2 separate regions of the Sus scrofa genome follow, and region 1 is linked to region 2. Evidence: chromatin contacts called from public HiChIP or PLAC-seq data. All regions are on one chromosome and are shown on one strand. The core of a region is the stretch at or near the end of the contact, and the rest is flanking DNA. Distances in the headings are between cores, read along the strand shown. Region 1 holds the start of LOC110260075. Region 2 holds the start of ZKSCAN1 (zinc finger protein with KRAB and SCAN domains 1).

The links. HiChIP or PLAC-seq counts read pairs in DNA pulled down with a chosen protein or histone mark.
Region 1: an H3K27ac HiChIP or PLAC-seq map of alveolar macrophages shows a contact between it and region 2. The contact joins the promoter of LOC110260075 here to the promoter of ZKSCAN1 in region 2. A contact is called at or near these places in 1 of 5 promoter capture datasets (liver) and 1 of 2 datasets of contacts at active chromatin or transcription factors (alveolar macrophages).

Annotation. Positions count from the first base shown.
Region 1 is chr3:8,401,240-8,408,179 of Sscrofa11.1, forward strand. LOC110260075 reads left to right here and starts at 3,988. Exons shown (of 2, transcript XM_021087973.1): 1 at 3,988-4,723; 2 at 4,862-5,211. The coding sequence starts at 3,988. The coding sequence ends at 5,211. It overlaps LOC100514038 (TSC22 domain family protein 4), which reads right to left and starts at 4,937. Exons shown (of 6, transcript XM_013995454.2): 1 at 4,324-4,937; 2 at 2,849-3,876; 3 at 363-529. The coding sequence starts at 3,595.
Region 2 is chr3:7,917,304-7,924,196 of Sscrofa11.1, forward strand. It overlaps ZKSCAN1 (zinc finger protein with KRAB and SCAN domains 1), which reads left to right and starts at 3,338. Exons shown (of 7, transcript XM_021086191.1): 1 at 3,338-3,493.

The DNA of each region.
Region 1 (6,940 bases), core at 2,738-5,237, 480 kb after region 2:
GAGAGGGAGGAGGAGGACTGGGAGGAGACCGACTCCCTATTCTGGTCTCCAGCACATTTGCCAGTAAATTCTTAGGGCTGGCCAGATGATCGCTAAATCTGCAAGAGCTCTGGAATTTGACAACAATGACTCCCTTCAAACTCTAAAAAAGTATGATTTGACAATCCTAAGCCAGGGAGTCCCACCCAGCACTCTCCACAGAGAGGGAGGAGGTCTCAAATCAGCTTTGCCCAGTGTGCTATGCCCAGGTCAGGCTTCTCTGTTTAAGAGGTCCTCTCCAAGTTCAAGAGGGGGAAGGACACCTACCAGGCAGTTTCACGCGGCTATCCCAGGTGCTGGGTGAGGAGCCGGAGCCCACCTACCTATCGTCATCGCTATCCAGGTGGCCACTGATGGCCAGCATGGAACGGGCGAGGCTGAGGCTCTGGGCAGCTGCTGCTCCAAAGGGGTCTGGAGACTTGCGAACCAGACTGGCTTCGGGGAAGAAGTAGAGGGCAGGGGAGCCAGGGCGAGAGTCGAGTGGGGGCACCTGGAGAAAGGCAGGTAGGAACCATCACATTGAGTGAGAGAAAGGATCCAGCCACCTCACAACTTTCCTAGTAGCTTCCTCCCTCCCCACCTCTCCCCACACACCCTGTCCAGTTTCTGAGGACTGGGGACCTCCCCACACACCCTGTCCGGCTTCCGAGGACTGGGCACCCAGGTGTCCTGCCCCCATACCCCTCTGGGGGAGTGGCTTCCAAAAAGGTGCTATGGGGTATCAGAGAGGGGCTCTGGTCTGCACTCCAGCACCCTTCCACCACCAGAACCAGGACCCTTCATCAGAGGCTAGTCAGAGAGTGTCCACCTTCTATCATCGGACTTCCTGTGGCTACTCAAACATCACGTCTCCAGAGAGGCATTTCCCCATCCTTTGACTTGTGAGTTCCATTGCACCGTTCTATTTTTTCTTTTTTACAGCACCTAATATTATGTGAAATTAAAGTATTTTTGCCTCTCTGCTACTGGAAGGTAAGCTCCAGAGGGCAGAGCTTATAGTTTGTTCAATAGCTATTTGTAGAATGAATGAATCCTCAGAAACTGGTCCTCCACCTCCTCCCCCCCTCAACCCTCCTCTACCCGTTCTAGCCTCTCCTCTCAAACTTCTCAGACTCAGGTGAAGTTCTGCTCCTGAGCCTGGATCTTCGGGGGGGGGGGGTTGCGGAGATGGAGGGAGGCGGAGCCTGGGCGTGGACCCACACGGCCCAACAGGCGCTGGGGGTGGCTGCAGAAGGGCGGGGGCCACAGGAACAAGACGCCTCTGTGAGGCCCCAGGAGGCCCCAGGTTCTCGGAAAAGCCAAGAACAGGGAGTCCAGAGTGGTTAGAGGGACAGCACAGGGGAAGGGGGCCCAGGTGGTGCCCCCAGCCCTCCTCGAGGCCCCTGTTCGAGGCAACCCAGAGACAGGGGGTTGTGTAGAAGGAAGAGAAGAGACAGGGGGAGTGTAGAAGGAAGACAGACGCCAAGGCAAGGGAACAGCAGCACAGATGCACACACGCAGGAAGAGACCAGGAGGTGGGGGAAGGAAAGGGAGCTGGGGGCTCCGAGGAGAGCAGGGCAGGGTCTGTGGGCCCAAGGGAAGCTCAGGCAGGGCTTAAGGATAGGAACAGCGGAGGCTGGGGGCAAAGGGGGCTTGCTTTGGAAGAGTGTGGGGACAGGGACCAGTAAAGGAAACACATCTTCTCCCCTGGGGTAGGAAGTGAATGAAAGAACTCAAGAAAGGGGGGGGCGGTGGCATGAGAGATGTGAGTCTGAGGCCAGGAGGGGGTGGGGGGGAGCCAGTCCTGACCGGTCCTGACAGGGCCCAGACGCACAGTCTCAGGTTATTTTTATACTGTGGTTTGTGCCCAAGGCCAGGAAGGGGAAAAGTTCTCATCCTCACACTCGCTGCCTTTCCTCCTGCATCCAAGGTGTTATTTTCTCCTTCAGGACAGACACATCCAACATCCCTGGCTGCCCACTCCCCACCCCGAGGACCCAGGCATCCTGCCCCCCAGCCCAGACTTGTTCCTCTTTTGGAGACAGGAAGCAGAATGAGCAAAGGATTTAACGCTTTCTCAACTGTTTCCCACTGTTCTCCTACTCCATGGTGGCCACCCTCAGTGACGGGTCCTGGAGAGGCCCAGAAGCAGGGAACCCGGACAGTCAACAGGGTGTACAAAGGACGGGACGAACCAGCCAAACCCCATCCTTGTAAGGGGCCCCCTCATCTCCACCCGATTCCTCAAGGTCTCAGAGACGTTTGGTTTGGGACACAGCTGGAGATGAGGCTGCAAGGGCGGCTGGTGGGAAGAAAGCAGCAGCCCCTTCCCCACTTGGAGATGGGACTGCAGAGGAGAGATTTAGGGTGGAAGGCCTACTTTCTGCCCCTCCCCCCAGCCCCAGCAGCTCCTCTCCCAGAGGCCCAAGCTCGCCAGCCCAGCCTGGGGCCTCCCCCTCAATGCCTGAAGAAGTGAGACCCAGACAGAAGGGGAAGGCCAAAGGGAGGTGGTCACAGCTTCACGATCGAGAGGGGACATGGGCTCCCCAGACACGGAGACGGGGGCCCCAGGCAACACGTGAAAGGCCAAAGAGCAAAGAAAGTGCAGAATGCGGGGCAGACAGAGCCTGAGAGAGAAAACACGGGCCAGGCGAGGAGCAGGAATGGACCCGCAAGTGAGATGGCAGGAAGAAAAAAGGGGGGCTGTCTGAAACGACAGACAGGTGACGAGGGAGCCAAGGGAGGTCAGTATGGAGGCGGAGGCCCAGGTCCGGATGGACAACCTCCACCCCTCAGGTGTCCCCCCCCAACCCTGGGACCCGGCTCTTACCTGCCCTGTCTCCTCCATCCTCAGTCGCAGGGCTCCATCCTTCGTCCAGGGCAGTGGAGGGGTCCCCGCTGTTGAGCCCCCTGCCTCCACTTCTACCCTCAAGGAGGGCAGGGGCGTGGCAGCCCGGGATGTGCCCGTGCTATCCCCTGTCCCGGGCTCTGGGGGGCGCTGCTGGGGTGGGGAGACTGACAGAGGGGGTGTCTCCACCTTGGCCTTGCTAGGCACTGCCAGCTGGCCCAGCCCCCCAGTTAGGGAGCGGGCCTGAGGTCCAGGGGAGGTGGGGGGCGGGCGGAGCCAGGAGGTGGGGCCCTGAGACAGGCCTGGCTGTGGGGCAGGGGCGCTCAGGCCCAAGCTGGCCAGCTCCAACCTGGAATCCAAAGACCTGCCCCCTGTGCCCCCTGAGGCCCCTCGAATTCCCTCCAGGAGCCGGCCAAAGCTAGGGGGCTCCAGGTCTCTCTCGTAAACATCCACACAAGTCCAACGGCCTCGGCGATAAGGCTCTCCCAGGCCTTGGGGTAGCTTCACCACCCGGAAGCGGGAGGCTGGGGCCCCAGGCGGTGGGGAGCCATTCCGGGGGGTGCCCCTGCCCCCTGGCTCGGGGTTTGGCTCCCCATTGGGCAGGCGGGGCGGTGGCCCAGTGGGGGCTGGCAGGGCAGGAGGATCTGAACCCCCTGGGCTCCCTGGACCCTCGTAGTCCGTGGTGACGCTGGTGATCTGGAAACTACTCTTCTTCCTGCCCCCACTCATGGTCCCTGGGTCTCAGGACTGGCCAAGGTGGGCAGGCGGGTGGCGGGGGGGAGGGAGCTCTTGGAGAGGCTCAGGCACCCCTAGAACAGGGGGGCCACATGGCGGGGACATCAGGGCCCCTGGGGACGTCTGGGTCCGACATGGCAGGAGGGCCCTGCAGGAACTGGGGGTGCCTGGTTGCTGAAGGAACAGGACAGGGGAGGCAGGGGGGAGGGAGAGGGCAGGGGCAGGTTTTTCCTGCTGCTGTCGCTGCCTCCAAACTCCAGAGCTGAGTTTGCAAACTGGAAGGAGAGACGGGGAGAGAGAGAGAGAGAGTGTGTGTGTGTGTGTATGTGTGTGTGTGTGAGAAAGCAGTGGGCAGCACCTCCGGGGCTTCCTCTCTGGGGAGCAGAATGGGGGAGGAAGGGGAAACCGCCAGAGACCCAGAGACAAAGATACAGGCAGAGATGACAGAGACCAGAACAGAGGGGACAGATCCGGGCGGGCACAGAGAGCAGGAAGAGGCGGCCCAGACCCAAAGTGGGGCATTTCTAGCTGGGATTCCAACTCACGGGACCCAAGTGGTCCCACCCAAAGCCTGGGTGAACAGGGGTGAAGCCGCTCCTCAGCCTGGCCAGGCTGCCAGGAGGCCTGTGCTCGGCCTGCGAGGCCCCCGCACCCCAGCTCCCCTATCCCTGGGGCAGGCCCTGCCCCACCGCCCCAGCGCCCCGCCCAGCCCAGAGCCCTACCTCTCGGCCGCGGCCACCGAGCGGGGCCGGGGGCGGGGGCCGGGGGGGTCCCGGCCGCCTAAGACGTTGAGCTGTCCTTTCCCTGGGGCCCCCTGGCCCCAGGAGCGCGGGGGGCGCAGGCGGCGCTCAGAGGCTGTCCGGTCCTCTTCGGGGGCTGCACCTCGCCCCGCAAGGCATCTCCGCGGAAAGTTTGCCGTCCAGAAAAGGAACCCCCGCCTCCTCGGTGGGGGCCCAGGCGCGGCCCGTGAAGCCCCAAGGGTGTGCGGACTGCTGCGGAAGAGGGCGGGTCAGCCCCCCGATCCTCCAGATGGAGCCGCCTCGGTGGTCGCGGCGAGTGGCCCTCCCAAGTCTCCTCCCGCGTGGCACCGCTGGGTCTCTCTCCGCTACTCCGCTCCTCTCGGTCTTTCTCTTCTGGGCTGTTGACAACCCCCACACCAGGAAGTCCTGCCTCCTCGGGCCTGCTGACGGCTCCTCTCCTCCTCCTTCCCCTCTTCCTCCCCTTCCTCCGCCCTCTCTCGCTCCTGGGGCTCCCGGCCAGCTGGCCCGGGGCCAGGCCTGCCACCGCCGCTGCTGGTGCAGTTGCTGCCGCCGCTGCTGTTCCAGGGGCCCGGAACGGGCTGCCTTAACCCCACACCTGCTGGGCCCCAGCCCAGCGCTTCCTCGGAGGGCGGGGCCGCGGAGGGCGGAGAGAGAGGGGAGGAGTTTGCGGGGAGGCCAGGGATTCCCTTACTTGTAGGCACTTGCTGCCATTGGCCTACAGGCGCGCAGAAGAGTGGGAAGGAAGTTACCAGGATCCTGCTGGGTGCCTGCCACCCCATAAGCGCCCGGCGAGTCGTTGTGGTGCTGCTGCAGCTGTTACTGTCCTCTCTCCCCTGGTTTTCACAGTGACTGTATGAGGAAGGTACCATTTTTTTCTCCCCGCCCTTATTTGTTCAAGTGGATCCTTGTGACAAATTTCCAAACATGCCTCGAAGTAGAGAGAATGGTACAGTGAACTCCCAGGCAGCCCGCATGCAGTTTCAACATTGACCCACTCACAGCCAATCTGCTTTCATCTATCCCTACAATATCTTTTGTTGTATTGTGATGGCGTATTTGAATCAAATCCCAGGCATCGTATTATTCCTCAGTGAGGACATGGAGACCCAGGAGGTTCAGCAAGGTCCACAGTGATAGAGCAGAGACATTTCTCACACTCAGGTGTGTCCCTGTCTGGCTCCCATGGAGAGAAACAACGAAGACACACTCAGGAAAGTGCTGACTTGCATTCTCTCTCCAACTCCTGGTCACACACAGTCACCCAAGCAGACGTACAGACAGACCTGAGGAGGAACCACCGGGCAGGCCACAAGCATGGACTCTACCCTCGCCCCCTCCCACCTCTCCCACGTCTCACCTCCCCACCCCATCCCTTCCTCACCACAGAGAATCCACACACACTCATAAAGGACCTACTATGTGCTTGGCATGAAAAAATAAACCTCCAGCTGCCATTTTCTCTTTTTTGGTCCCCCAAGCAACATTCTGAGAGGAACTGTTTTAGCAAAAGCAGTGTCTAATGACCACATCTGCCTTCATTCCCAGGTTCAGAAGGAAACGGAGTCTAATTGATTTTGGTCATATGGAACTCTTTTCAAACATATTAAAATTCTTCGTATTTGTCTACTCCACACAATTATCTCATGAATTTTCAAAACAGCCCTGGGCACAGTTGGGGTGGGTTTTGCTCCAGTGTTTCTCCTAAGGAAACTGAGGTTCACAGGCATTGGGTTATTTGCCCAAGGCCTCAGCGCTAGCATTTGATGGCATTGAGACCAGCTCTGGGCTGGCTGGCTGACACATCCTTCCTTCCTCAGCTTTAGCTCATGGAAATTTTTAACCACTCGTTAGGGTTAGGCAAACACAAGACAATGCAAAAACCCTTGCCCCCAGTTTATATATATTTTTTCTTTATCTCTGTTAAAACGAACCTGCACTCCTCTCTCTCTCCCTTCTTGGCAGCAAAGGCTACCATAGCCAGAGCCTGAGGCCTCCCAAGCGGTGGGGTCCAGGAAGCAGCCTCCCACACAAAACCCCCACCCCCACCCCAGACTCTCTCCCCTCTGGCGATGTTCAGAACGCAGCCCCGCTGCTCCGCCCCCAGATCCTCCTTCCTTCGGCGCTGACTCGCTACCAACTATTCAAACTTAGCTTTGGACCCTCCCCTTTCCACCAACTCAGACACTCCTGCGTACCTACAGTCCTAGGGGCATTTTGGTCTCCGTATTCTAAATACTTGTAGAATGAATAAATAAAGTTTATTCACATTAAGGTGTGAATGTGAAAGGACTGTTACGTATTTTAAGGTTACCTCTCCCACGGGCGTATATAGTCGCCTCTAAACATACGGAGCCATTTACAATTTACGAAGCTCTTTGTATTCATTATTTTGCGGAGTCAAAGGTTACTGGGAGGATGACTTGGGCCGTGGGGGCGGGCCGCCAAAAGACTTTGAGCCCAGGCGGTGAATCAAGGTCTGGACGCCTGGGAAGCAGGGGGCAGAAGCAACAAGCACCAAGCGAGCCAGCTCCGGTGCCCTCCCTGTACCTGGGGGGGCGTCTGGAAGATGGGGCGCGGC
Region 2 (6,893 bases), core at 2,088-4,587:
CTCTAGACCACCAGGGAACTCCCTAAATATGTATATTTTTTAAGTTAATACCTATTAACTCAGTGAACCCACTTGTCAAAATCTGTCCTAATTAAATAATCCAAAAGACAGTTGCACAAAAATCTTCATTTAATTTTTTTTTTCTCTTTTTAGGGCCGCACCTTCGGCATGTGGAGGTTCCCAGTCTACGGGTCGAATTGGAGCTGCAGCTGCTGCCTACACCACAGCCACAGCAATGCTGAATCCAAGCCATGTCTGAAAGCTACACCACAGCTCACGGCAGCACCAGATCCTTAATCCACTGAGCGAGGCCAGGAATCAAACCCTCATCCCCATGGATACTAGTCGTGTTCATTACTGCTGAGCCATGACTGGAACTCCCCTAAATATTTAACCTAACAAAACTTTGAGAGAATTTGGCATGTCTAGAAATAGAGGCATTATTAATTAATGGTACAGCTCCTCAGTGGAATACTATATAGCTATTAAAATGATAATTATCCAGGAGTTCCCGATGTAGCACAGTGGATTAATGATCTGGCTTGTCTCTGTGGAGGTGTTGGTTTGATCTCCCACCTGGTATGCAGTGGGTGAAGAATCCAGCGCTGCTGCAGCTTGGATTCGAACCCTGGCCCCAAAACGTCCATATGCCTCAAGTGCAGCCAGAAAAAAAAAAAGATAATTATCTACTCTGTGTAGCAAATTTTAAATGTTAATGACATGGTATTAAGTGTTTTTAAGTAGTACACATGATTTCACATCTATCGCATCAGGCTTTTCCATATGGCAAGGAACAAAGAGACCCTCTTTTTTTGTTTTTGTTTTTGTTTTGTTTTGCTTTTTGGGGCTGCACCTGGGTCATACGGAAGTTCCCAGGCTAGGAGTCAAATCGGAGCTACAGCTGCCAGCCTATACACAGCCACAGCAATGCCAGATCCGAGCTAGGTCTTTGACCTACACCACAGTTCCTGGCAACGCCAGATCCTTAACCCACTGAGTGAGGCCAGGGACAGAACCTTCGTCCTCATGGATGCAGCCTTCACCCTCATGGATGCTAGTCAGATTTGTTTCCGCCGTGCCATGACGGGAACTCCAAAACGGGATTCTTGTTGGCGAAGGATTTATTGTGAGAACACTCAGGGAAGTAGAGAGACAGGATGCAACAGCATCTGCAGCAAAATCAAGCAACACAGAGAATAAAACTTCGTTTGGAGCCCGAAGGTTATTCAGGCAGTCGCCTCCCTTGGCTGTAGGCCCTCAGTGCTAAGTGGCTGGGCCCCCTTCTGTGAGCTCTGCCATGTGGTGTATCAGCGCCTGGTGGTCTGTTTCTATAGCTCTGTTCGTTTTTCTCTGCTGAAGCCTCTGCTTACTCATACCACCCACAGCTTCATGGCTTCTATCACCCAATGCCTTCTGCAGACTTACTTCTGCTTGGCCCCAGTTTTCTCTATCTCACATTTGAACTCCCAAAGGAAGGTGATCTAATTGCTTGAGTTGCCTACTGTTCCATTTGCCAGAGCTCTCAGACCAGGCCCCTTCCATACTTCCACGGGCCAGCATAAGCATAAGATGTGCTTTCATCAAGTGCCCAGTTCTGATCCCACCAGCCTGGGTCCAAAAAGGGTCACACACTATGAATGTGACAAGTACTTCAAGCAAACCAGCCACCTGTCCAGTACAATCATAGTTTCAAACCATGTTTAACACAATAAATAAAAACATATACATAAGAAAACAGATAAGAAAGGGATAAATTAAAGCCATCACAGCTGGGTTAATATGGAAAGATTATAGGTGATTTTTTTCTCTGTTTTGCAATTTTCATTTAGTGATATTGTAATTGCCTTTTACTTTCCAAGTTTGTTTTTTTGGCCACAGCTTTGGCACGTGGAAGTTCCCCGGGGCAAGGGATTGAACCTGCTGCAGTGACAACGCCAGATCCTTAACCCTTTGTGCCACAAGGGAACTCCTCCAAGTATGTTTTAATTTTTTTAATTCAGTGCATTTTTATTATAATTGTACAGCCATCACCACAACCTAATTTTAGAATAGTTCCATCCCAAACCCCAGTCCATCCCTTCTCCCCAGTCTGTCCCCTTTGGTAACCGTAAGTTTTTCAAAGTCTGTGAGTCTGTTTCTGTTCTGCAAATAAGTTCATTTGTATCCTTTTTTAAGATGCCACATATAAGTGATGGCATATGATGTTTGTCTCTCATTGTCTAACTTAGCATGATCATTTCTAGGTCCATTCATGTTGCTGCAAATGGCATTATTTCATTCTTTTTTATGGCTAATATTCCATTGTATACATGTACCACATCTTCTTCATCCACTCCTCTGTTGATGGACATTCAGGTTGCTTCCACATCTTGGCTATTGTATGTGGTGCTGCAATGAACACTGGTGTTCATTGTACCTTTTCAAGTCAAGGTTTTCTCCGGATAGATGCCCAGAAGTGGGATTGCTGGATCTTACGGTAATTCTATTTTTAGTTTTTTGAAGAGTCGCCATCCTGCTTTCCATAGTGGTGGCACCAATTTATTTTTTAAAAAGTAATCTCCAAGCAATAGGAATCATGTAACCCAGATACTAAGTTCAGCCTCTCCCCTGAACTTGCCTTGGAATGTGAGCAAAGTCACAATCATTAAAGACGGTGGTCACTCTTGCACAGCAAGTGGAATATTATTTCTGCCTTATCTTGCCAGGTGAAGGTGAAGGCCCTAATTGCAGCTTGTGAGAGCACCTTGAAGGCAAAAAATGTCAGTTATTATTCTGAAATCTACTTCTAAACTGCTATAAGAGCATATGCCACATGAACAGAACACAGAATCTTATAACTAGCTTGGTTGCAGAAAGACGTCCTTTGTCTACAGGCCAAGTGTTTTGAAAATACCACCCACTCAACTGGCAGATTATCTCCAGGGCGTGAGAGAGTCTACCACGGTAGTTTTGTGAAACCAGCCATCCCTGGCTTCGCTTTGATCTTTCTCTGTCTACACCCTTCTTTCAGCTCCTCCGCCTCAGACATACAATTACTAAGTATTATTATTGTTTGATAATAACTATAATTACTACAAGCGCTGCCTGAGGTGGAAGAGGAGAAATCGAATTATCAGATGGACGGGTGTCAGAGCTGAACAGTATCCCGTAAAGCCTGAATCCCCTTCCCCTTGGTCCCAGCCTTAATTCGGGGCGCGCAGGCTGAGGGCGAGAACCCCCAGGCGGGAGGCTGGACCGCTGCAGGGCAGGGGCCGGGTCCAGCTTTCGGGCACCGAGATGCCAAATCCTCCCGCGCTCCTAGAGAGGACCCGGAAGCGCGGCGCAGTCCCGGAAGGCGAGGTGCTGACACACTTCCGGCCTTTGTGACTCATTGTGTCTGTGTCGAGGCGTCAGGAGGGCCTAGGTCCGTGTGCGGCGCCCTTCGGCCGGCCTGAGCCCCAGAGTCAGCTCCCCTTGCTCGCCCAGCGCCCCCAGGCCGCTCCCGGGGCTCACGGTGAGACTTGGGGCCGGCCTCTGGGGGGCGGGCGGGGCCGCAGGGGTGTGCATGGGGGTGGGCTCCGCAGCTGCGGCCCCCGGGTCCCCTCCGGGCTGCCAGGGCGCAGCGTGAAGCGGGTCCGTGCCCCCGTCCCCTTTCCAGGCCCAGCCGTAGGCAGCGCCGTCCCCCGGGGGAGACGTCCTCGCCCTACCCCGGATCCAGGCGGGAAGGGGGCGACGGTCCTTGGCCGGGGTTCCTGGGAGACCTGGGGAGCTGCTGTCTGCGGGCCCCTTCTGGGCCGCCCGCCTGCAGTGTCGTCATCGTCGTTTGACGTTTCTGAGAACCAGGTCGCGAGCGAACCGACCCCTGTCTGATTTTTCCCTGCTCTGCTTTCGTCGCCATTTGCTTTGATTCCAGTGAGAGACTTTTTTTTTTTTTTTTCGGGGTCCTTGCAGGATCTCGAGGTGAAAAATGCGGAAGTCCGAGAAATGGACACGTTTCGAGGTGCCGCATATGTGTTTCCAGATCACCTGCATCTCTGCACCCCACCCCCACCCCCGAGCGGTGATTAAAGAGTCTTTGAAGCCTAGTCAGAGGGGATGAAGATGTGATTCGGATCTGGTAGGGATTATGGCCATCCCACTCTCAGCTTTGTGGAAATATTTCGAAGGCTGAAAGATTAGGTGGATTTTTCATTTCTGGGTCGTAGTCACTCTGCTTGACTTGGAATGAGAATTTGTGGAAATTGCGCTGGGCCATTAGGAGACTGTTTAACTGAATGACCTTGGATAAGACCAGACACGTCCCCCACCTGTTTTGTCATTGATAAAATCCACTAGGTTTTCTCAAAAGGCCTTTCCAGCTTTGAAGTTCTTTGATTTTGGTCCGAGTAGTTGAAAGATTCAGCTACATTTCAGCCTGACACTGCCCCCCTCCCCTCCCTCCAGTACACAATACGGTACTTTCATTATAGAGAGTGGCTGTTACATGGCCTGGGACCAAAGAAAGCATTTATTGTACAGGCCAGTGCTAGGCGGATTGGAGGTGGTCAATAAATACTTGTTGAACTGAATTGTGGAGGATTCATTTTAACCAGTCAACAAAGCCCTGTTACTGTATTGGGTGGCCAAATGTGGAGAAATAGCTTTATTATTTAGGGAACCGAAATGATAATTTGCCCCAGAATGTTTCTCCAAGTTTGTATTGTCTTCTGGTTACTATGCAAGGTTCTTGTTCATTATTTGGGCAGTTTTCACCAAAATTAAAATACAGAGAAGCTAACTACTTCATGCCATAGTCTTTTGCTGATTCTCTGCCTGATCTAAGCACTGACGGTTTTCTAACTTTATATCGTATCTAAATACAGGTGAACGTTATGTGAAGTCGTACCTTTTCATTCTGAGAGAGTGTCATCATCTTTGGGTAGCTACATGTCTTTTAAAGGTAGCTTTCGGAGTTCCAGTTGTGGCTCAGCAGGTTTAGGACACCACGTTGTCTCTGTGAGGATGCAGGTTCAATCCCTGGCCTCCCTCTGGGGGTTAAGGATCCGGCACTGGGGCAAGCTGTGGCGTAGGTCACAGATGCAGCTTGGATCCGGTGTTGCCTTGGCTGAGGCATAGGCTGGCACCTACACCTCGGATTGGACCCCTAGCCCGGGAACTTCCATATGCCCGCAGGTGTGGCCCTTAAAGAAAAAAAAAAAAAAAAGGTAGCTTCTTCATGTTTTAAAACCTTTTAGAACTCTGTTGAAAAATGGGAGGAGGGCAGTTTGTTTAAACTTTCAAGACTCTGGCTTGGAAAAGATACTGGCCTATTTAGAAGATAGCCTTTGGAATAAACTGAGCTCGTAGCTCCAGGCCTTTTTTGTAAGAAAATCTTTGGTATTTATCTTTAGTAACAATAAGTTACTGGAGGTGATCTTATCTCACTGGGAGAGTGTGTCTGAATGGTTCTCAGCTCAAAGGGACCCCAGAGGTAGTTTCCTGCTCCCCTGTGCCTGACCTCCTTCCCTCCAAGCGTCATTTGACAGATAAGGATACTAGGGGTCAGAGAGGTTAAATAACTCACCGAGGGATGTGTAACTTATTCATGAGAGACTAGAATTCAGGTGTTCCAAGCTGTGCTGCTTTCCCTATTTCAACATTTCTCCCATTGCTTAATCTCTTAAGTAGGCTGCAAATTGGGAAGCACAGTTACAATCTTAAGATGACTGAAAAAAATGAACACTTCTCTAGTGCCTGCTAGATGCCAGATGCTGTTTTAAGTGCTTCCTATATGTTAACTCATTTAATCCTCACAACAACTCTGTGAGACAGGTACTGTTTTTTATCCCCATTGTACAGATGAGAAAATATCTGTACATAGATTAACTAGCCTAAAATCAGCTGGTAGCTGATAGTGCAGCTTAATGAAACTCTTTCGACTTGCCTGTTTATTATAATTCATACAACACTGATTGGCTTATGAATGGGCAAAAAGACTAAATAATATTGTAAATTCAGCCAAGTATTTAAAAAAAACAAAAACAAAAACTAGGGCTTGCAAAGAGGTCCTATTAAGTGGTCTAAGAGATGCAAAGGTGCATACCCTTAACAATTGTCCAGTCGGAAGAGGACAGCATGAAATATTAAATTACAAAGAAAGAAAGATGGTAACAGCGTGCACAGCAAAAGCTTGGAGGAGACCATTAGGGCTGCGTGTTTAGAGAGGAGGAAAGGTTGTGTGTTCAGATTGACTGAAACCTAAACTAAAACCCAGTCTGTCGGCTGCTGTTGGGCCTTTTCTCCTGCCCAGAGCAGGAGCAGAGAAATGTTTGGGGCGGGGGGTACCTGTCACAGTTGGAAGAAGAGAAGCGTCCATGCCTTCATCGCTCCCTTTGGGTCTCAGGTCCTCCTCAGAATCTCTTCTTTGTGAGTCCCACTGACCCAGGGAGTATCCAGCTCCTGAAAACCAGCCGAGGTGTGGGCACAGATCGAGATTCCTCTCCTTTATCCTCCTTGGTTTACCTGAGACACAGTAGCGCCTGCCTAAAAGAGATTTCTGTCACTAGGCTCGTCGGTGCTCCGGCTCTGCTCCGTTGTCCTATTTGCTGGTCCCCCTGGTAGAGTCTAGATGATTCCCACTTGTGTCTCCTGCCGTGTCTCCTTAGTCACACAGCTCCCCAGTGAAAACAGTGGCTGACAGGTGAGCCCCCCCACCCGCCAATAGGTTTTCCTCTTAGAAAGAATCTGTGTGTCCACGGAAGCGCTTCCTTCCCCACATGTTGGGACAGAGCACGTTTGCTGTGATGGTTGGAGGCTGAAGAGAGGAGTCCCATGGACCTAATTCAAATCCTGGCTCTGCCATTATAATTGCCATTTGACCTTGGGGACATAGATATGATCCTTGATATCTGTAAACTTTAGTGTCGTCACCATAA